5 separate regions of the Mus musculus genome follow, and all the other regions are linked to region 5. A link is a contact called in public promoter capture Hi-C data. All regions are on one chromosome and are shown on one strand. Each heading gives the region's core, a stretch centred on a gene start, on an enhancer-like site or on the middle of the called end of the contact. The rest is flanking DNA. Distances are from core to core; before and after follow the strand shown.

Region 1 (3,789 bases), core at 478-2,977, 1.5 Mb after region 5:
TAGCAAACAAACTAATAAACCATGCATTCCAATACAAATAAAAAATGCTTTTCTACAAAGTACCCAGTAAATGAAAGTATTTTCAGAGAATAAATCTTTCACTATGATAAGAGCCTATAATAAGTAATATTTATAGGGAACAGAAATATACTAGAGGTGGCTAATTAAATTGATTTAAATAATAAAATAAATTATTTTACATTTAAGAAAAAGAAATATAGATTCTTTGGATAACGGTTACATAGGTAAACATAATTTGTGCAACCTCCCGATTTCCAAGAATTATGGAAATGGAGTTAGTTCCCTTCTTTCCAATAGAAAGACACCTGAAGAGGAATTATTACAGGAAAAACTTTTAGGAATACAAAAAGATCTGAAAACACTTAGAATGTTTTTCTGAAACATATTTTTGTCTTTGTTGTTTCATTTATAGAGGTGAGCTAAGCAGTGCTATGAAAAGATAAAACCTTAAATACATTTTGGTTCAAAAATATTTAAGCTTTTTGATTATAGTGAATACATTATCAACTGACAGACACAGGGTGACTACTTTCAGCATACAGGACCATAGGCTACAATACAAATGTTACTCTAACTCCGTAGTTTGTAGTCCCTTGGAAGAAAGGGCAAAGCAATAAAAGCTTTTTGACAGCTATTCCTTAGTTACCATTTTTACCATCAAAATAGAGAAAATACTTATGTAGCTCTTGAGGTTCAGAAATTCACCTTTGACCATCATTTATTTGCAACACATACTAAATACCTACAATGTATTAAGCCTAGAAAGGATATTTAAAGGCATTTTGAAGACAGCATCCCTGATGTCAAGAAGCCGAAGAGGTAATAAACAAGAGATTAAGTCACTAATGGGAAGAGGACAGGGTGCTACAAAGTGCTTCTCGGAAGTCCTAAAGACAGGCACTCAACTCGGAAACTCACTTGGTCTACTAACCGCAGTCCCAACTGAGAACACGTCGCTCTATGAGAAAGATAGAACGTTTGCCTATCATTTCCATAAAGTCTGGGACTGGACTAGGAGCACTGGACTTCATGGCGGCAAGATGCTATGAGTCAGTCCACAATTATTAAAAAAAAAAAAAAAGGATTACTTCTTACAACCAAATGCCAACATAGCCGTCTGACTGTGAGGGGAAGCTTGGGGGATCTGCTGGGTGCGGAGCGTCCTCCACAGAAGGGTTAGCTTGAGGGTGGGAGCGGGGGTGGGGGGAAGGGGCAGTGGAGGGTGGCGAGCAGAGGCTATGGCATCTGCGACCGTTCTCGTGGCAGCGGGCCGTGTCTGGAATACAGACGCCCTGAGGCCGGGATGGCCGAACGGACGCGCGCGGAACGCTCCGGCGTCCCAGATGTGCAGCTGGAGCCGGTTGCCACGCGCTACGGTCTCCGCTACTGAGGCCTAACTTACAGGCGTTCCGACTGTGTCCCTAAGAGTCTTCCCAAGGTGGCAGCCGGCCGCCTAACACCAAACCTCTCCCGCGAATTCTCGTACCTGGAGACAGCGGGCCCCTTACAGCGGGGCGTGCAGTAGCCAAAGCAGCGCTAGCCGTCAGGTCTTAGCACACAGCGTGTTCTTACCGCCACCGGCAAAGATGGCGGTGCACAGCCGCCGCCTCGCGCAAGGCATGAGGGCATAGTGCGCGTGCGCGACAGAGCGCAGAGTCGGCGCCCTGGAGGGAGTGATGACGTTGGTGACGTCATTGCGCCGCGACGCCAATGAACTGAGGGAGCCTAGAATCGTCGAGCCGCAGTGGGAGTGGCGGGGGCCTGAGAACCGGAATTGTGGCGAATCAGGTGTGTAAGACAGCGGCTCTCCCTCGGTTTAGAGAACTGTGTGCTAGCGGGCGCAGGTAGAGCCCTTCTCCCTAGTCTCGGCGGCGTTAGGCTTGCTGTCTCCTCAGGCTTTGTGGGCCTTGCTAATCCGGTAAGACGGAGGTGGTAGGCAGGATCCCAAGTCTAATTCTCAGCTCCTTCAGTATTACTGTTTAAGGCCAGGAACCCATTTCTTCCCTAGCGTTTTGTCTCATCTACTTGGCTGTTCTTTGAATTTTGTTCCCGTGTCGAGATGGGCCGCCCCTCTCCCCCTACATCTCCAATGGCATGGTATTCATGTTTTAACGGAATGTATGTCTCTGTGATTATGTAAATTATAAATTATTATTGTTTGTGCGGTGGTTATAAGGATAGTTTGGAATCCAAAGGGACGTGTCAAGGTGGTGGTCTATAGTTATGTTAGCCTTGTAGCAGAACTTTATGGAATTTATTATAAGTATAATTTACAATAGTGTAAAGTAGCCATAAAAGTCACCGAAACAATTTAACATGGTTTTCACTCTCCAAGAAGTTTTTTTTTCATACTTTTCATAGATTTACTAGGATTAACAAAAGGTAAGGAGGATGAAGGAAATATGAGTGATTATTTTGCCATTGAAATTTTACTTTATTTTTTTTTTTTGATATATTTCTGTAGACAGAGTATTGATAGCTTATTTCTTTGCCGTCAGTGAAATTAGCCAGTTTAAGCCAGATTAGAGTATATTAAATGCAGGTTTATTGGGAAGCTGATCTTAGATGGGCGAGTTCACTAGCCCCAAGGACGAAGGCCAGGGAAATCTCCATGGGGAAGCGGGGGGGGGGGGGGGGGGTAGGAAAGAGAGAAGGGGTTGAGTGCACGCAGAGAAAGAAGTGGAAAACAGGAAGAGAGACCAAAACGTCTGGTTTATATAGGGAGAAACCTCTGGGGGAAGGGCAGCCCAGCCCTTGGGCTGGAAAGTTCAAGGTTCCAGGCAGGATATCCAGATAGGGACTGAGGGATGCTGGGAGAACCTGGAAGCCAGGTCCTGCTTTGGTATTTAAAATATGCATCTCATTCCCTGGTCCCGGGTCTGAAACCAAACAGGTATCTCTGTGTAGTCCTGGAGCTCACTGTGGTCGACCAGGTTGACCTGGAACTCAGATTCTTGTGCTTCTGCAGCCTTTGCCTCCCTGAGTACTAGGATTACAGATATGTGCCACAACGCTGGGCACTGAAATTCTGTTTTTATATTTTTGCAGAAGGATTGTCATGGCATGGTAGAATGTATATTGCTTGTCTCTCTATAGAATAATTTAAAAATGACCACACCGAACAAGACACCTCCTGGTGCTGATCCTAAGCAGTTGGAGAGGACAGCAACAGTCAGGGAAATTGGGTCTCAGGCTGTTTGGTCACTCTCTTCCTGCAAACCAGGTAAGCAAAACAAAACCCCAGACTATGATAATCATTATTTACAATCAATCTTCTCTTCTCTTCTCTTCTCTTCTCTTCTCTTCTCTTCTCTTCTCTGAGACATGGTTTCTCTGTGTAGCCCTGGCTATCCTGGAACTTGCTCTGTATACCAGGTTGGCCTTAAATTCAGAACCTCTGCCTCTCGAGTGCCGGGATTAAAGGATAGCCTACTTAGAGTTTTCTTCTGCACTAGACTACCTTTAATGTACTTTTTGTGCAGATACTTCAATTTTAATGAACTGAGTTTTCATTTATTGCATATTTTTATCCAGCTACATTACTAATATCAATAAGATGTCTAGTATTTAGTATTAGATTTAACTTTTTCATAAGATCCTCTCCCATCTCTGGTATTATGTAGTTGTTATTTAATACACATTTGGTGCTTGCTGTCCTTTCTGGAAGCATCTAAGAGTTTTCTTGGAGTCTATGTCTTTTGCTAGGATGTGTCATGGTAGGTTATATGTGTAGTTTTTTCCCATTTACCTAACCTATAATTTGATAGG
Region 2 (3,730 bases), core at 376-2,875, 1.0 Mb after region 5:
TACAGATACTTGGGAGGCACCCCACACGAGTGCTGGGAACTGCACTCTGGTTCTTTGCAAGAGCGGCCACTGCTCCTAACACTAACCCATCTCTCCAATCCCATAACTACTATTTGTCAGAGCTCTGCATGGGTTGCTCCTACATCAGGACTGGAGCCAATAATCCAAACTATGTTCAAAGAAGTTTCCAGAATCTGCATATTTACTAAGTAATACCCCAAGGGGGAGATGTCATCATGGGTTCTGACTTACGCTCTCCTCTCATGTGCCTGAGCTACCTGTCACCCTTCTGGTGTGTGGGCACCTGGGCAGGTGTTCCATGTGTCTTTCTTCAGAGTGGTGTGTTTTCCCATCCCCCACCATGGGGGACGCTTGCTTCTCTAGGATCTTTCCAGAAGGTCTTACTACACCAAACCTTCTTCTCCGGAACCTGTTGAAAGCTCGTTCTGTGAGCTGAGTGTTTACAGCTGTGAAACAGAATTGGAATTATTTTTTGATTGTGGACCTATCACAGGGCCTGGCTTCCCAATAAACCCTTGGAAATACTTTTGGGCTCAGCTGCTGTAGGCACCTGTAAGTTCTGGTATACAGCGACAGCCCGTTTAGGCACACATATGTTCTGGTATACAGCGACAGCTGGCTTGCCAGCTTTCCACAAAGAGAAAGACTACAGAAAACAATATTTTAGGCACAAGGACATTGGTAGATGCTGGCCTAGCATTTAGGAAGCTCTGTGGGCCGATCCCATAACCATACACAGAAACTGGGTTTGGCAACTCATGCCTGTGTGTCCTGTGCTAAGGAGGTGGAAGTGGGAGGACCCAGAGTTTTCAGTTGCCCTGGGCTTCAGAAGGAGTTTCAGGCCAGTCGGGGATAACAGGGTACCCTGTCTAAACAGGAGGAAGGGACAGAGAGACGGCTGTGAGGAGAGCAAATCCAAAGACAAGAATTTGGTTCCAGGAACTGATCAGAGAACTGATCCTGTTAGCTGTTCTCTGACCTTCCCATATGACCAGAAACATACACAATAAACAAATAAACTAAGAAACACGTTCATAGACAAAAAATATCTACATTAGTCAAACACTGGTGTTCATATCTTCTAGTAATAAGTAATACCAATTTGGGTTGTGACCATACTTTGAGCTGGAAAGTGACATTTACACAGGGAAGCAGATGTGTTAACACTTTTGAAGTGGCTGACCTCTATAACACCCTTTCCAAACAGCACCTGTCTCTGAATAGCAACAAAGGGATCTTACGGTTTGTACTCAAACTGCGGCTGGCCTACTCTCTGGGCCAGCCGGTTGCAGGTGGCCTCGTCCAGTTGCTTTTCCCGGTAACTCCCTGAGTAGGTTGTCATGGAAGAAGCAGACCACCGTGTCTCATCCTGCCACAGTTGTTGGGCCTTGCGTCTGATCAGTTCGAACTCTGTAGAAGTGAGAGGGCTAAAGGGAAGCAGGATTTCTGGAGTCAAGTACAAGAAGTGTGTCATGGCTATGGGCGGGCAGCTGTGAGCAACAGCTTTTCAAGCCCTGGGCAGAGCGAGGCGCTCATTCCCTCCTAGTTGCAGGAAGCTCTTGACTGGGCTGACTAGACTTCTGAAGCCCGACAGCTCACAGAGAGAATCAGAGTGGTCGTAGGTCCAGTTACCAAGCAACAGGTCATAAAGTTCCACAAAGCCTATGTCTGCTCCAAGGACACGGATTTTCGCTAATTTGTAAGCTATAAAACTTTGAGCCATTGATCTAAGAAAAATACTGCTTCATAATTATGGCAAGAAGACACTAGGCAAAATTATTTGCCTATTGGTATTGACATAATATGGTATACCTTAAGGATGGTGGCTTAGGCTGTAGAAGCCAGAGATGAAGGATGCTCACTGAGGACCTAGGCTCTGAAGGCTGGTAAAATAACATTAGCTGTTTGTGATGCTAACAACAGGTTAGTGAACAGTTTTTGTGTGTCACAGAGCAGTGGTATGCCTGCTGGCTGATGGCAGGACAGTCATTTGGGGCTGTTAAAATAACAAGGAGCCCCAGACACCACCCAGGTTGTGATGTAATTAGCTTGGAGGGTTATTAAAAAGCCAATTCCTGAGCACGGTAAAGAACTGCCAGGGTTAAGAATCAAGGAAGTGGCTATGTCATGTTGAACTCTGAGGCTGAGAACTCAGAACTCAGGAGTCCTTCCTCCATAACTGCTCTGTACCTGGTTAATGTTTGCCTAGCCAGGTTTCTCCAGATCCACTGTCTTAGATAGGGTTTCTATTGCTGTGCTGAAACATCATGACCAAAAAGCAAGTCGTGGAGGAAAGGGTTTATTTGTCCTACATTTCCTGTCTTAGTTAGGGTTTTACTGCTGCGAACAGACACCATGACCAATGCAAGTCTTATAAAGACAACATTTAATTGGGACTCGCTTACAGGTTCAGAGGTTCAATCTATTCTCACCAAGGCAGGAGCATGGCAAAGTCCAGGCAGGCACGGTGCAGGAGGAGTTGAGAGTTCTATGTCTTCATCTGAAGGCTGCTAGCAGAATACTGACTTCCAGACAGCTAGAATGAGGGTCTTAAAGCCCAGGCCCACAGTGACACACCTACTCCAACAAGGCCACACCTCCAAATAGTGCCACACCCTGGGCCAAGCATATATAAACCATCACACTTCCACATCACTGTATATCACCAAAGAAACCTGAAAGTAGAACCCAATGCAGAGGCCATGGAGGGTGCTGCTTACTGGCTTGCTCCTCATAGCTAGCTCAGCATGCTTTCTCAGAGAGCCTAAGACCTCCATCCCAAGGATGGCACCATCCACAATAGGCCCTCCTCCATTGATCATTAGTTGGGAAAATGCCTTACAGCTGATCTCATGGATGAATATTCTGGATTGAGGTTTCCTACACTCTGATAACTCTAGCTGTGCCAAGTTGACACACAAAACCAGCCAGTGCATTCACCAACACTTCCTTGGCAAATCAAAATGACAATGGATTTTTATGTTTGTCCCTTAGTTGTCAACTCCTGGAGTGGCACCGCCCATCTCTCCGTGTTTGGCCAAGTCACCAGGACAGGTCCTCATAACCCTGGTGCTGCCTTAGGCAATCACACCAGCACTGAGACACTTCATTCAACGCGATACACTGCCATCCCTGACTTCAGAAACTAAGTCCAAGGCAAACCCAGGAATATGCATTTTAAAAATATTTTGCAACATATTTTAAATTTCTGTGTGTGCACATATATGTAAGCCACATGCATGCAGTTGTTCATCAAAGCCAGAAGAGGGCGTTGGAGCCCTGGGAGCTGGAGGTAGAAGCACTTGTGAGCTGCCTGACATGGGTGTTGGAACCGAACTCAGGTCCTCTCTCAGAGCAGTTTGTACTCTTACCCAATTAACTATCTCTAGGGCCTGAGCATTGTAGTATTGATCACTTTGCAATATATGGGATGCTGATCTGGAGACAGGATTTTAGAACTTTTGAAAGTTCTGAGGTTGGCCCATTCCCTGACATGTTTCTCTGAAGTTATTGGCAAATACTGCATACCATGAGTGACTTTAAGGGCTTTCTTAAAATGTTAAAATCTAGAACATCAGGACCTTTGCTCCAGGAAAATTAATAGACTGCATCCCAAGCTGTTGCTTCTCCTGGGGAAAGGCCTCTTAGAGAAATCCAGAGACAACAGGACAGGGAGAGGAACGGGTTATCCTGCTGTCATCAACCTACG
Region 3 (3,918 bases), core at 892-3,391, 1.1 Mb after region 5:
ACACACAGGCCACACAATCACCCGGTGTGTAACTGATTTTGATTTGGAAACTATGTTGTCAGATACCACTAGCCTGCTTATCATCTCCACCCCTGCTCAAAGCTTCACCTCTCCCTTTCAAGTTTTAAAATGGTTTTACAGAGTGGTTAAGGTGGTCGCTGATAAGTGAGGGTAACACAGAACACACTCACTGCCTCGGGAGGGCTTCTCTGAGGTTCCTGTCTACTTTATCTTTCACTATTTCCAGAAAGAGTCACATGTCCAAATTTCTACTCTGAGGTCAATTTGTGCTGGGACCCTCTCACCATTAAATGTTGTTATTCATTGCTCTGGAAATCTGCAGCATTAGTGAGACTAGCACTGGTAACTGAGCCCTCTTATGGTCTCAGGCTCTTCTTGTGCAAATATAAGCAGGCCAGGGGAATAGCAAGTGTGAATAATGGCTGTGCACTCGGGCAGGACCTGGTGCCAAGTTCGTGCTGATCAAGAATGAGAAACACTGCCCTTCTCCACTCTTTCTCCAGTGCCCTTGGACTGCTCAGTAAGATCCATCTTGGAACATGAATCTAGCTTCTTCTGTTCAAATTCCTCCGCGTCCTAGCACAGTGATCTCCCAAACCAGACCAGGAGTACCTGTGAGAGGGAACGCTCAGGCCCCACTCCAGGCATTCTGACTAGGGGAGTGGGCCCCCACTGCAAGCATTCTTAAGCCTTCTGTGTGACACTGATGCCCTAGAACCAAGTCCAATAGTCTGTTTCTGCTGCACAATTTTCTCATACTCTCCTTTCAGACCTCCTTCCTCTAAGGAGACTTGGTCTTCCAAACCTAGTACTTACTTTCCCAATTTCCCACATTCCAGATTTAACTGGTCTCATCTTTCCTCTTCTACAACATTTCTCCTCTGCTTAAATCCACTCTTCTCTTAAATCCTCTCCTGATGATCCTGGCTTTGGGGAAATCTTTCTTCTCTAAATCAAATTATTCTGAATACTAACTTAGGTGATACCCGGCTCACAGAGGGTGCTTGTTAACTCAACCCAACACCAATCACATTAAAACCAACGGGAGGATCACATAAAAATATAGATACTTGTTCCTTATTCCAGAAAACTCAGATCTCTGTAGAAGACCCGTGGCAATGAATGATTTTAAAGCACTGATTTTAAAGCAATGTTCAACACCTTTCTTACATACAGCAAGACTAAATGTCTACTTTTCCCACATGACATCAATCAGCTGGGGCAAATTCCAACCATTCACTTGCTCCATCCATTCCAAATATATTCTTATGACACCCTCACATTTTGTAATCACCATTTACGTTCCTCATGATTATATAACTTTCCATGTTTATAGTCTCTAATAGGAAACAAAGCCTTAAAAGAACCATCCTAATAAAAATACTATTTCCTTGAATATATTTACTTCGTCAAAGAACTTTCGAGACATTGTAGATAACCCTCCAAACGTTTTGTTTCTCCTGGAAATTGGTTTTCTACTAGCTTAGCCACTTTTTATAGTTTCTTTGTTCTCCAAAATATATGCAAGGGAACTGTTAAGAAAGGCGACAGTAAGAAACCCTTTTCTTAGGCTCTCCTTCATTTTTCAAATGAGAAACATATCTGAAGTTGGCATGTCTTCTGTGGAACGCTACCGGCGCGGTCGCGACGGTGTTTGGCAACCCAGACACCGCTTTGTGACTCCCAGTGAACCCTGCTTTATAACCTGCAAATCTGTATTCCTTCCCCTCTGAGGGGTCTGCTGCTCCCTTCCGCAGGCGGAGCTCCTTAGCACTGAACAGCCTCCGGGCCTGGCTCCTTCCGCGCTGCCCGAGACGAGCTCACAAACCGGCCCACGAGAACCTGACAGCAGCGACTGCGACGCCTTTCTTATGTAAGGAAAAAGCGCTCAGTCCCTTCCAGTCCTTCCTGCAGGCCCCACCACATCCACCCCGCCCCCGACTCAGCCACATCCTCCTCGGCTGCCCCCCGCGAGCCTCCAGGGGGCGCCCCCGACAGCGGGGCTGACCCCGGGCGGAGGACGCACCGCGGCCCCGACTCCTGGCCTCCGCGCGCACCGGGCCCCACACTCACCCTCGCGAGGCCGCGCAGCAGAGCACCGCCCCTTCCGCCCACTGCTCCCGCCCTGCTCGCTCCTTCCGCCGCCGGCGGCACGCAGGCGTAACGCGACGCCCCGCGCAGGCGCAGTCGCTTAGCGAAGGCTGTCCCGCGGCGGGCGCAGGCGCGGGTGGCGGGGTGTGCTTGGGCGGGAAGTGGGTGGTGAGGGCCGCTCTGGGCTCAGCGTTCCCCACCTGGAATGCGTCCTGGCTTCGGCTGGCCCGGCCCAACCCTCAGCGGCCGCGGTGCCCAGGCCCACTCCTTCCGCGCCTGGAAACGTGAGACGGGTCACTGAGGACGACGTAGGCAAACTTTGCAGAGCACGTTGCCACCTGTTGGAGTAGCCGCTCCAGCCCCAGTCGAAATGCACGGCCGAACAATGGCAGTTCTGAGTGGCTCAGGGGCCCACACTTTCTTTAAAACCGATGCACTCGTAGTAATATTTCTTATGCCCCACATCCAGAGGCCTGTGCTCACCACCTCAGCAGTGCCCGGGGAGGTTCGCCAGGCGTGGGCAGGCTCTCCCTTGAAAGCACCTGACCTGGTTCTACCTTGCACTGGGGCTGAATGGTAATTAATTTTTTTATTTGTGTTTTTGAGATAAGGTCTCTCTGGCCGACCTGGAACTCCCTAAAACCATGCTGGTTTACATACTACCTGGCTCTGCCTCACAAATGCTGGGGTTAAAGGTGGGCCCCACCGCGCCACACTGTAGCTAATTTAAAAAAAAAAAAATTACTGAAGTCATGAGACCTACAAATTTCAGGCAGTCCAGAAGGAAAGTGTGTGGAGACAGAGAAAGGTACGATAGTACGTTAAAAACAGGCAGCTTAAACAGCAGCGGTAAGTGCTCCTTTAACTCGTCCACCGTAAGTTTTAAATGTTTAAAAGCAAAGTTGTTGGGACTGGAGCTATGGCTCAGAGATTAACATTAACGTAAGAACATATTGGCTGCTCTTCAAAGGAGCCAGATTGGGTTCCCAGTGCCCACAGGGAGGTTCACAGCCATCCAGTTCCAAAGAAATCACTGCCCTCCTCTGGCCTCTGAGAACACCAGGCACACATGTAGAGCACATTCCTACTTGTAGATACATAAAAATATTTTTGAAAATTAAAAACCAGTGAAACTTTGTACCTAGCAATTATTAAAACATTTACAAAGAAGAAATACAAAATTCATGATACAGTAGTTTTCTTACAATCTGACCTTAACAAATGCTGCACCATGTCTAAGAGCACTGGGAAGGGTTTGGAAATGACCTCGTTATTACAAATATCATATTTAAGTCCATATATTAAGGCTTGGGAATTCACCAACCAACTTACGTAATGCATATAATCTTTTGGTTACTGCTCAGCGCTGTTTGCCATGGTATGTATAAGACTTGTGAGTCTTTGTAATCTGTCAGTTGTGACTTTTTAAATTTTCATTTCAACAAATTTGAGTAGCTGCCAGATACTGTTCAGGCTCCTGGAACGCCTGAGGCTGGCATGCTCAGTCCCTTTACAGCATGGCATCATATTTGCATATAACCTATTTCCATCTTTAATGTGTTTAAAGAACAGGGAGCCAGAGCAGGTGCTATAAGCCTCAGAGAATTGGAAATCACATCAGCTAGGCAACAGAGGGTCAGAATATGGATACTAATCAGATATGCCTTTGTTTCCTTCAAGGGAATTACATGGGAATCTCTTATTGTAATGCATGAACAGAGTAAGTACAGTCATCTATTTGTTTTCTATTACTGCCATAAAAGTTGGTACAAACTTAGCAATTTAAAAGAACAGAAATGTACTGTT
Region 4 (3,988 bases), core at 461-2,960, 1.2 Mb after region 5:
CTGGTTTACAGTTCCCTAGGAAATGCAGACTTCCACAGATGGCACTCCACCTTCAGAGAAATATCATCTAACTGAAAACGAGGAAAGCAGAGATGGAGAGGGCGAACCCAAAAGCCAGTCCAGTCTATTTAGGCCTGGCACCTACATCACAGTAACGCTGGTGCAAAACATAGGCGCACCAATTGAAAACACCCAGGCAGTGGACACTGCCTCTGCCTTGACTCTTTGTGAATTGTTCCAGCACAGCTCATCAGCTTCCGGTACAACTTACAGTGGTAATTATAAACACGATGAAAAATGAACCTGGCCAGGGAACAGTTTTCTCATTGTGCTGAGGTGTGGGCACATTATCCACCACAGGCCCTTAGAGAGAGATTGATGCTGTGAAGGGCATGCTGTGAATCTGCTCCAAAAACAGGAAGGCATTACATAAACCAAGCAACTCCTTTCAGTCCGTGCTTTGAAAACTTCAGATGTCACCCAGGAACCCAAGAGAGGGGGAAGAGGCCAGGGGTTGACAACAAGCATTCTACAACGATGCTCTCTTAGATGGCTGTGGCATAGGCGGCGATTTTCAGATGGAAAGCTCTTGGCTGGATTACTTTGTACCGTGCATTTAGAAAAACTACATGTGCCTCCGAATAAACAAAAGCCGCGACTACCATACTGTCTGGATGTAGCCGGTGATGGTCCCTCCTGGCTCCTCCGAGCACCTCGGGGAGACGCTGGCCCCGCAGCCTTCGCACGCAGTCCGCAAAGCGGCTGCACAGGCCCGCGCTCTCACGCCCACCGCCCCCACCCCGCGACAGAAACACTAACAAAGACGGTCTGGACGAGAACAGTTGTTCTCGGCGCTCGGAACGCGCAGTGAGGCAATCGAATCCGGTAAAGGGAAAGGAATGAGGCGACACTGGGCGACGCAGGGGGTGTAGGCGGAAGGGGGCGGGGGGGGGGGGGGGGAGACGCGAGGCCGCCAGACCTTTGAATAAATCAGAGGGAACTACGCTACGAACTTTCCTTAACCCCGATCCCCAAATCAGGCTGTGTGGGGACCCACAGGGGTGCGCGCGTCCATCCAGGGAGACCCGAGCTGAGCGCAGCGCTGTCCCCGCGAGGGTCCGCAGGCCGGGGCGGGGACACAATGGGGCTGCGGCCCGATGCGGAACGGGGGTCCCCGGAGAACTGGACACGCCCGACAAAGACGCGGGGAGGCAGGGAGGTCTGGCGGCAGGTTCGCGGCCGCGAGGCGCCATCATGGGGGGGGGGGGGGACTGCGTCCCGGAGCTCGTCCCAGATTTCCTTCAGCGCGGGTCCCCCGAGTCCTCCCGGATCCTCCCCGGAGCCCGTCCCAGATCGACCCCAGAGCCCGCCCAGAATCCCCTCGGAGCCTGTCCCCGATCCTCCCCCGGAGCCCGCCCGGGATGCCCCCCGGAGCCCGCCCAGGATCCCCCCCTGGAGCTGGTCCCTGTCCCGGTGCGCCCCGCGCGGCACAGGACAAGTCTGTCTCGAGTCGGCTCGGGTACGCTCGGCTTTACCGGCTCGGCGGCGCGCCCATCCGCAGGGACGCACGAGACCCGGCGCCGGGTCCCGTGCTCCGATCCGCTCCCGGCCGCCGTCCCCGCGCTCTGCTTAGCTCCGGGCCGCCGTCCCCGCGCCTCGGCCCCGGCCTCGCCTTGGTGCGCCCGCTCGCTCCCCGAGCCTGGATTGATCTGGTCGCGCTGGCGTCAGGCAGTCGGAACCGCCCAGCCTCCACAGCCCGCCTGCCAATACCCGGCGCACAACCCGCCTGCCGCTTGCCCTCGCTCACACGCGCACCGCGCGCGCCCGCTGCCGCTTAGGGATCCTCTCCAAATTACCGGCCCGCGCCTTCCTCTGACTCTAGTCCCTGCCTAGCTGCCAGTCAAATTCCAAAGCCTGTGTTATTTTCTGAAAAGTTCTCGAACACGACCATCGAGCCCACTCAGTCGTCCTAAAAACGCATTTTTAAAGGCCCTGCAATCACTGACTCAGTGATTTACCGGCCCTTCATGTAGCATGAGCCTCAAATTGGCTGACCTGTTAACTACTAGGTAGATACATTTATTTCCAGTATGTACCCTTCCTGCGGCAAATGACAGAAACCATTTGTATGTTTGTTAAAAGGTCTCGTAGCCCAGGATGACCTCGAACACGCTTTGAAGGGGAAAAGGCCTTGAACTTCTCTTCCTCCAGCCTCCACATCCTCAGTGCTGGGATTACAGGGCTGCACATATTTTTATTTATAAGGTTCTGGGAATCATCGAACCCATGGCCTTATGCATGCTGGACAAGAACTTTACAACTGAACTTCCTTGCTTTCTTGTTTGCCTGGAAATGAGATCTCTCTCTACAGACCAGACTGGCTTTGGACTGGGAAATACCCTTTTAGTACTGTAAATTTGGGTGCAATCTTTTAGATAACAGTTTTGCCCCTATTCCCACCCACCCCCCCAAAAAAACCCACAAAACAAAAATACACACACACACACAAAGGAACTCACATCTTACTGATCTGTTCAGACACCAAAAACACCTTCTTGAAACAATCAACTTTTTTTCTTGGTCAGTTTCTGGAAGTTGGCATGGAATCTTGAACACTTATCATAATGTTGAGTTATGTTTAGAGAAGAACTATTCTAGGAGTAAATGCCCCACAAACCAAAAAAAGAAAAAAATCATTGCCCGCAATATAAAGAAATACCAAAGGCCACTACAAATTAATGACACTCTCCAATTATTCCTGTACCTTTACATGCTTAGCACTCCACTTAAAATTCTTATTAATTATTTAAGTATTATATCTGCATTACATATTTAATTATTCAAAGGAAATGCAACAAATCCCATAAACCCATAAAATGCCATTTATAAATTATACATAAGAATATTCCTGCTAATTAAATTTCTTTCTTCATTAAACTATTTGAGCACTTACTGGTCAATTCTTGGATCTCATCTTATTTTCCTTAAAAGCAGCATTTGACATAGTTGGTTGCTCTCTGGTCCCTTGGGCAACAGTTGGAGTGAGCCTGGCTTAAAGCCACTCAGGGCCATTTCCCTCCCCTGTACAGACCCTCTGTAGATGAAAAGAGTGAGGTATATCCATACATGGGAACATTACTCAGCCATAGAAAAGGAAAGAAGCACTTCCCCTGCCTCCCAGGGTGGAATGAGAGCCTCTGTCCCATCCTCAGCACAGAATAAACCGGGTGGGATGGTGCTGGCCTCTAATGCCCACCCTCTGGGCTGGAGCAAGGTCAGAAGTCCAAGGGCATCCTTGGCTATATAGTAACTTCAAGACCACCGTGGCCTCTGTGAGACCTGTCTCAAAAACAAAACAAAACAACCAAGTATTAGACATTCTGCCAAATGAACTTGCTTCCTTCATGCAAGATGCTCATAGTAGACAAAGCCATGGAACAGAATAGGAAAACCTGGGATTACAGTGTGGGGTGCAGGATTGAAAGACCTAGGAGGGTCTCTAAAGGATTCCAAAATAAGATTAATAATAAAATCAGGTAGTTACACAACTGTGTGGATATAGCAAAAGTCATATGATTGTACATTTTGAATAGCTACATTCTATGATTGTAAATTTTATCCAAATAGTGCTGTTTTTTTTTTTAATTGCAGGCATCTAAAGGCAGTGCATGTTTCTTGTTTAAGTCCTGAAGGGAGGTCTGGAGGGATGCCTTAGAAGTTAAGACCTGTCTGCTCTTCCAGAGGGTCCTGGGTTCAACTCCCAGCAACCACAGGACAGCTCATAACCATATCTCCAGTTCCAGGACATCCAATACCCTCTTCTGTCCTCCAGGGCACCAGGCCAGACACACCAGGGAAGGCCTTGTTGAAACATGCATAATATAAGTGAAGACATGGAGACACATACCAGCAAAGCACCATACACATATAATAAAAATAAACAAAAAAATCCTAGGGAGATATACAATGGCATCATGCAACTGTTCAT
Region 5 (4,131 bases), core at 1,568-4,067:
AAAATGCAGATGCTGTGGCTGGGTTGTGGAAGACTTCCTCGACAGACAGTTAAGTTGTAAAACTGACGCTGGGAACAGAGGACTGATGATCCACTTCTCTTATTGTTGATTTCTGTTACTGGCAGCTGAACCTACTGATAAGCACTATAGCAGTCAAGTATAATTGGCTTTATAAAAATGTCAACATTAAACAAAGAAAAACTTTCCTGTAGGCAAATACAGTTTATAGAAAACAATTATAGCCTTAAAAATATGATATGTTCAGTGATAATTGAGAAGTTCTGTTCATGAAAAAGAATGTATTAACAACAGTGGTAACAGAGCTCAATGGTAGAGTGTATACTTAGCATGTACAGAGCCCTGTAGGGCCAGCACCTCCAACTAGAAGCTGATCCTGGACCAGCAAAATGGTCAGCAGGGAAAGGCACTTATCTCAAAGCCCAGAGAACTTTGGGGCCCACAGAACAGAAGAAGAAAAACCAAACTCACTCTCAAACTCCTGCCTCTACATGCACACACACACACACACACACACACACACACACACACACACACTGAAAATAAATCTAATGAAGCAACATAAGAGAGGCTTTAGAGATACAAAACATATGATTCTTTCCATAGACAAAGCATTAGTAAGGAGCTGACAAGTAATATTTTCAAAAACTTTACAAATAATATGTAACAAAATGGTAAAAGAATGAAAATGGAAAATGTATTTGTTAGGGGTTAAAAATTCAAGTCAGGGGACTCAATACTAGTAATCAGAATGGTAGAAGAAGAAAACATTTTAAAAGGAAACTATTTGTAAAGTAACAGCTTACAGTTATGTAAATGTGAGGAAGGATATACAAGATGTTGACTGAAGGGTTCTTCCACAAAACCCCTGTACTCGGAGGATCAGGTATTTCAGGGAAGCCTCAGCTACGTAAGGTGGCACTGGAAAGAGCCACTGTGACTAGTTCCCCTGTCATTTACAGGTGATTGGTTTCTCTTTCAAACACGGGGTAAGGAGACAGTTTCCTTGTTTCTTATACTTGAGCAGGATCATGTGAGTTGTGGCCAATGAAATGTGAGAGAAAGCTGTTGCTTTTATTCTAAATGAAGCCTTTGAAGCCAATGAGCAATTTTCCTCCATCATCATCTCTCCACAGGCTAGGCATGCCCTGGCAGCAGTCCCTTCAGCCCAGGTCTGCTATGACAGTAGCAAAGAGTAGAACCCAAGGCTGACTTGTGACAGCACACAGCATAATTCAGAAATGGCTTTGATGTTTTAGGCAACTAAGGCTTGTGACTGTCATTGACAACATAGATCTTCTTAGTAGATCACCAACACAGGAGGGACAAGGAAATGGGTTTCCAGGGTCTCATCACTACTTCTGGGAATGGCAAATGTAAAAGGATACTTTCTAAGTACCAAAGGTGTACATTTTTATCAATGTTTGTAGGGAAAAGTCAGACAATGTCATCCCCAAAAGAACTCAGATTGCCTAGAATATTCTTTCTTCAGTGTTGCAAGGGGACACATGCAATAAAACACCGGAGTCAAAACAGGAGGCCTCAGGGAAACTTTCCTATCAGGATTGAGAGCGGGATGTCACACTGTATTGAGATCTATTATGGGAAGTGGTTAGGATGTGGTGGCATCCACTGGAGGATTAGAATTTGCATTTGAAGAGAGTTTTAACTTATCCTAAATACCCATCTTCAGAGCACAGATCAGAAGATACTCTGGATATCGTAGGTAAGTAACAGCTTTAAGTGGTCATCTGTATCTTCTCCCACTCCACTTTGAATTCTAGACAGGGAAGAGAGAATCAATTGGAGGAATTTCTGTCTTCCCTGTCAATCATTCATTTAATTAAAAATCCTGTGTGAATACATACCACATTCCTGTCCCCATGCTATTACAGGACAAGAGAAAGGAAAGACAAAAACGCACATTTAGCTGACACTTTCGGGGAAGATAGGCTCATAGTAAAGACATCTATAAGTGAAAAGAATAAAGTGAGATTAATTTTATGTGGGTAAAGATCGGCATGTCCTTAAGTCCTCAGTACTTTCAGAAGGGTCCAAGTCCCTTGAGAAAAAAAAAAAAAAAAAAAAAACTAGCTGAAGCCAGCAACATTCACTTGGAGGAAACTGTTTCCCCTTTATTTTTGTTTGAGTTTTCTTTCATTTGCAAAGATCTATCTCTAAGGAACCTCATGTTCAGCACAAGATCAGTCATAGACTTTCCAGAGAGTTAGGAACAGCAAGCGGGGAGAATAAATACAAACAAGCGAGAGAGAGAGTTTTCTAGACCTCTAACTCAGAGATCTTTACCTGTGAGATGACAGCAAATAGAACTCACAAACACTCGTGCAGAAAATCAGCAGAGAGCAGAGTCCGGGAGAGAATTCACACGGGTCAAATGGAGTTACTTTAAAGCTACAAAATGAATTCCTGAGAACAGATGAGGCTCTCCTGGTGTAGACAAGAGATGGTGCTGGCTATAGGTAGTCACAATAATCAATTGCATATTCACAAGAAATAATTGAATGCATGGAAATACTGAAAAAAGGAAACAACTCAGGGGCATTCAGAAGGCCCTTGGATTGTGGGAATTTCTCTGGCGGGTTCACTGGAGGAACCAGATCCTCTTGCAGGCCACGCCCACTCACTAACAGGCCCACTCTCCAAGCACCGCCCCCTCACTTGAAGAGTCTTGGAGCTGACCAATCCTAAAGCCCATTTTAGCCTAACTACGCCTCCATCTGGCCCGCCGAGCCCCTCTGTTTCCATGGAGACGCTTTCAGCGTCCCCTGTCTGCACCAAGCCAGGCCAACAATCTGGGATGAGAGTACCGCGCCCAGCACCCACCGCCTGCAGAAGCTTAGTCAGGGACACAGAATCACAGGCCCAGAGCTAGTTTTCTAAGGTTTGTGGGGCAAGGCTGGGGACAGGACCTGGTCAGCTCCCAGAAGAGTGGGCGGCTCTTCCTTTCCAAGAACCCCTTCTTCCATTACTTGGGCCCCAGCTTGGGTAAGAGGAGAGAAAAGGCCCTCTCCACTCATCCCCCCAAATCAATTCCCTCGCAGAAGGCGCTCTTCTTGCCCCTTGGACCTTGGTGGGCCAAGAAAAACCAAACCTCTCTAGGCACAGCAGACCTGTTCCGAGGTGGGTGGAAACAGAAGGATCAGCTGTCATTAAAAACATCTCGGGCTCACAAATGTCAGAGAAAGAACCATCCTGAACCATATTGGAGTTTCAGATGTTTGGGGTGGGGTGGGGGGCATTTTGTTGAATTAGTGATTAGTTTCCTAGTGTCTAACTGGGATGTTTTACTTTTTAGTTCATTTAAATATATGATATATGCTGGGTGCACAGTACTGCTACTTAATTATCCACTGGTGTGAGTGAGCCTTGTTTCTTGACATGAGGAGCACAGAGGAATTATTTTGCTAGGTATTTAAACATTTTTTTCTCTTTTCTTTGCTGTAGTATTTTGCTTACAGAATTTTCAGACAGGCCTCTAAGAGCCCAGAGCAATCGGTTATCTGCAAATGTAAGTTGGATAAAATGTGCCTTACCGTCTAAGGCTTTCCCTACCTGATGTTTTGATTGCATTACTACTAAATGTTAGGTGGTGGGAAATGTGTGGTTACTATTTATTTCACAACCCATCCAGCTGTCTACCACAACATGCTAGGAGTATCCAAAATTTCAAACTTATTTATGTGAGCTTGTTTTTCAATCATGTAAAAATAGTCTACTAAATGTATCCTGTGGTTCCCTTCATGTTTTTGGAGCTAAAGAATTCTTATATAAAAAGTTCTGAATCATAAGAATGACTTTGTATCATAGAGGGGGGAGATCATATTTATTTTGAATTTCTCAGTGATGCATAATCATTTCTCTGCTGGGTCTGTTGGCTCCATTTCCCTCATCTCAGCTTTCACCGTCACAGTGGCTGGACCTGGAAATGCAGTCATTAAGACTCGTCCCTCTCTGAACTGCCACTGCAGAGGACACAGTCATCTGCTCTCCTTTTGTGGATCCTGTTGGGGACATGTCAAGGGGGAGTGGGCACAAGGGTTACACTTTGAAGAGTTTCACTTGGGAGCCAGAAATGTAAACTCCCACCACGGG

Evidence for each region. Promoter capture Hi-C pulls out the DNA fragments that hold promoters and counts their contacts.
Region 1: a promoter capture Hi-C map of second pharyngeal arch cranial neural crest shows a contact between it and region 5. The contact joins the promoter of Anapc10 here to the promoter of Ttc29 in region 5. A contact is called at or near these places in 2 of 39 promoter capture datasets (embryonic stem cells and second pharyngeal arch cranial neural crest).
Region 2: a contact with region 5 is called in a promoter capture Hi-C map of hippocampal neurons, with 4 times the contacts expected there. The contact joins the promoter of 1700011L22Rik here to the promoter of Ttc29 in region 5. A contact is called at or near these places in 2 of 39 promoter capture datasets (hippocampal neurons and liver).
Region 3: a contact with region 5 is called in a promoter capture Hi-C map of hippocampal neurons, with 5 times the contacts expected there. The contact joins the promoter of Mmaa here to the promoter of Ttc29 in region 5. A contact is called at or near these places in 5 of 39 promoter capture datasets (the 3T3-L1 cell line, embryonic stem cells, frontonasal cranial neural crest and 2 more) and 1 of 115 datasets of contacts at active chromatin or transcription factors (astrocytes).
Region 4: a contact with region 5 is called in a promoter capture Hi-C map of embryonic stem cells, with 2.9 times the contacts expected there. The contact joins the promoter of Smad1 here to the promoter of Ttc29 in region 5. A contact is called at or near these places in 2 of 39 promoter capture datasets (embryonic stem cells and hippocampal neurons) and 2 of 115 datasets of contacts at active chromatin or transcription factors (both in embryonic stem cells).

Annotation. Positions count from the first base shown.
Region 1 is chr8:79,710,036-79,713,824 of GRCm38.p6, forward strand. Anapc10 (anaphase promoting complex subunit 10) reads left to right here and starts at 1,728. Exons shown (of 5, transcript NM_001357234.1): 1 at 1,728-1,809; 2 at 3,118-3,244. The coding sequence starts at 3,130. It overlaps Abce1 (ATP-binding cassette, sub-family E (OABP), member 1), which reads right to left and starts at 1,705. Exons shown (of 18, transcript NM_015751.2): 1 at 1,508-1,705.
Region 2 is chr8:79,246,958-79,250,687 of GRCm38.p6, forward strand. It overlaps 1700011L22Rik (RIKEN cDNA 1700011L22 gene), which reads right to left and starts at 1,626. Exons shown (of 6, transcript NM_026315.1): 1 at 1,263-1,626. The coding sequence starts at 1,495.
Region 3 is chr8:79,292,820-79,296,737 of GRCm38.p6, forward strand. It overlaps Mmaa (methylmalonic aciduria (cobalamin deficiency) type A), which reads right to left and starts at 2,142. Exons shown (of 7, transcript NM_133823.5): 1 at 2,095-2,142. It overlaps Gm4890 (predicted gene 4890), which reads left to right and starts at 2,259. Exons shown (of 2, transcript NR_045823.1): 1 at 2,259-2,688.
Region 4 is chr8:79,397,718-79,401,705 of GRCm38.p6, forward strand. Smad1 (SMAD family member 1) reads right to left here and starts at 1,711. Exons shown (of 7, transcript NM_008539.4): 1 at 1,536-1,711. It overlaps Gm51578 (a long non-coding RNA gene), which reads right to left. Exons shown (of 3, transcript XR_003947567.1): 3 at 2,993-3,339.
Region 5 is chr8:78,210,525-78,214,655 of GRCm38.p6, forward strand. Ttc29 (tetratricopeptide repeat domain 29) reads left to right here and starts at 2,818. Exons shown (of 14, transcript NM_183096.3): 1 at 2,818-3,024; 2 at 3,484-3,547. It overlaps Gm39202 (a long non-coding RNA gene), which reads right to left and starts at 2,769. Exons shown (of 3, transcript XR_878950.3): 1 at 2,326-2,769.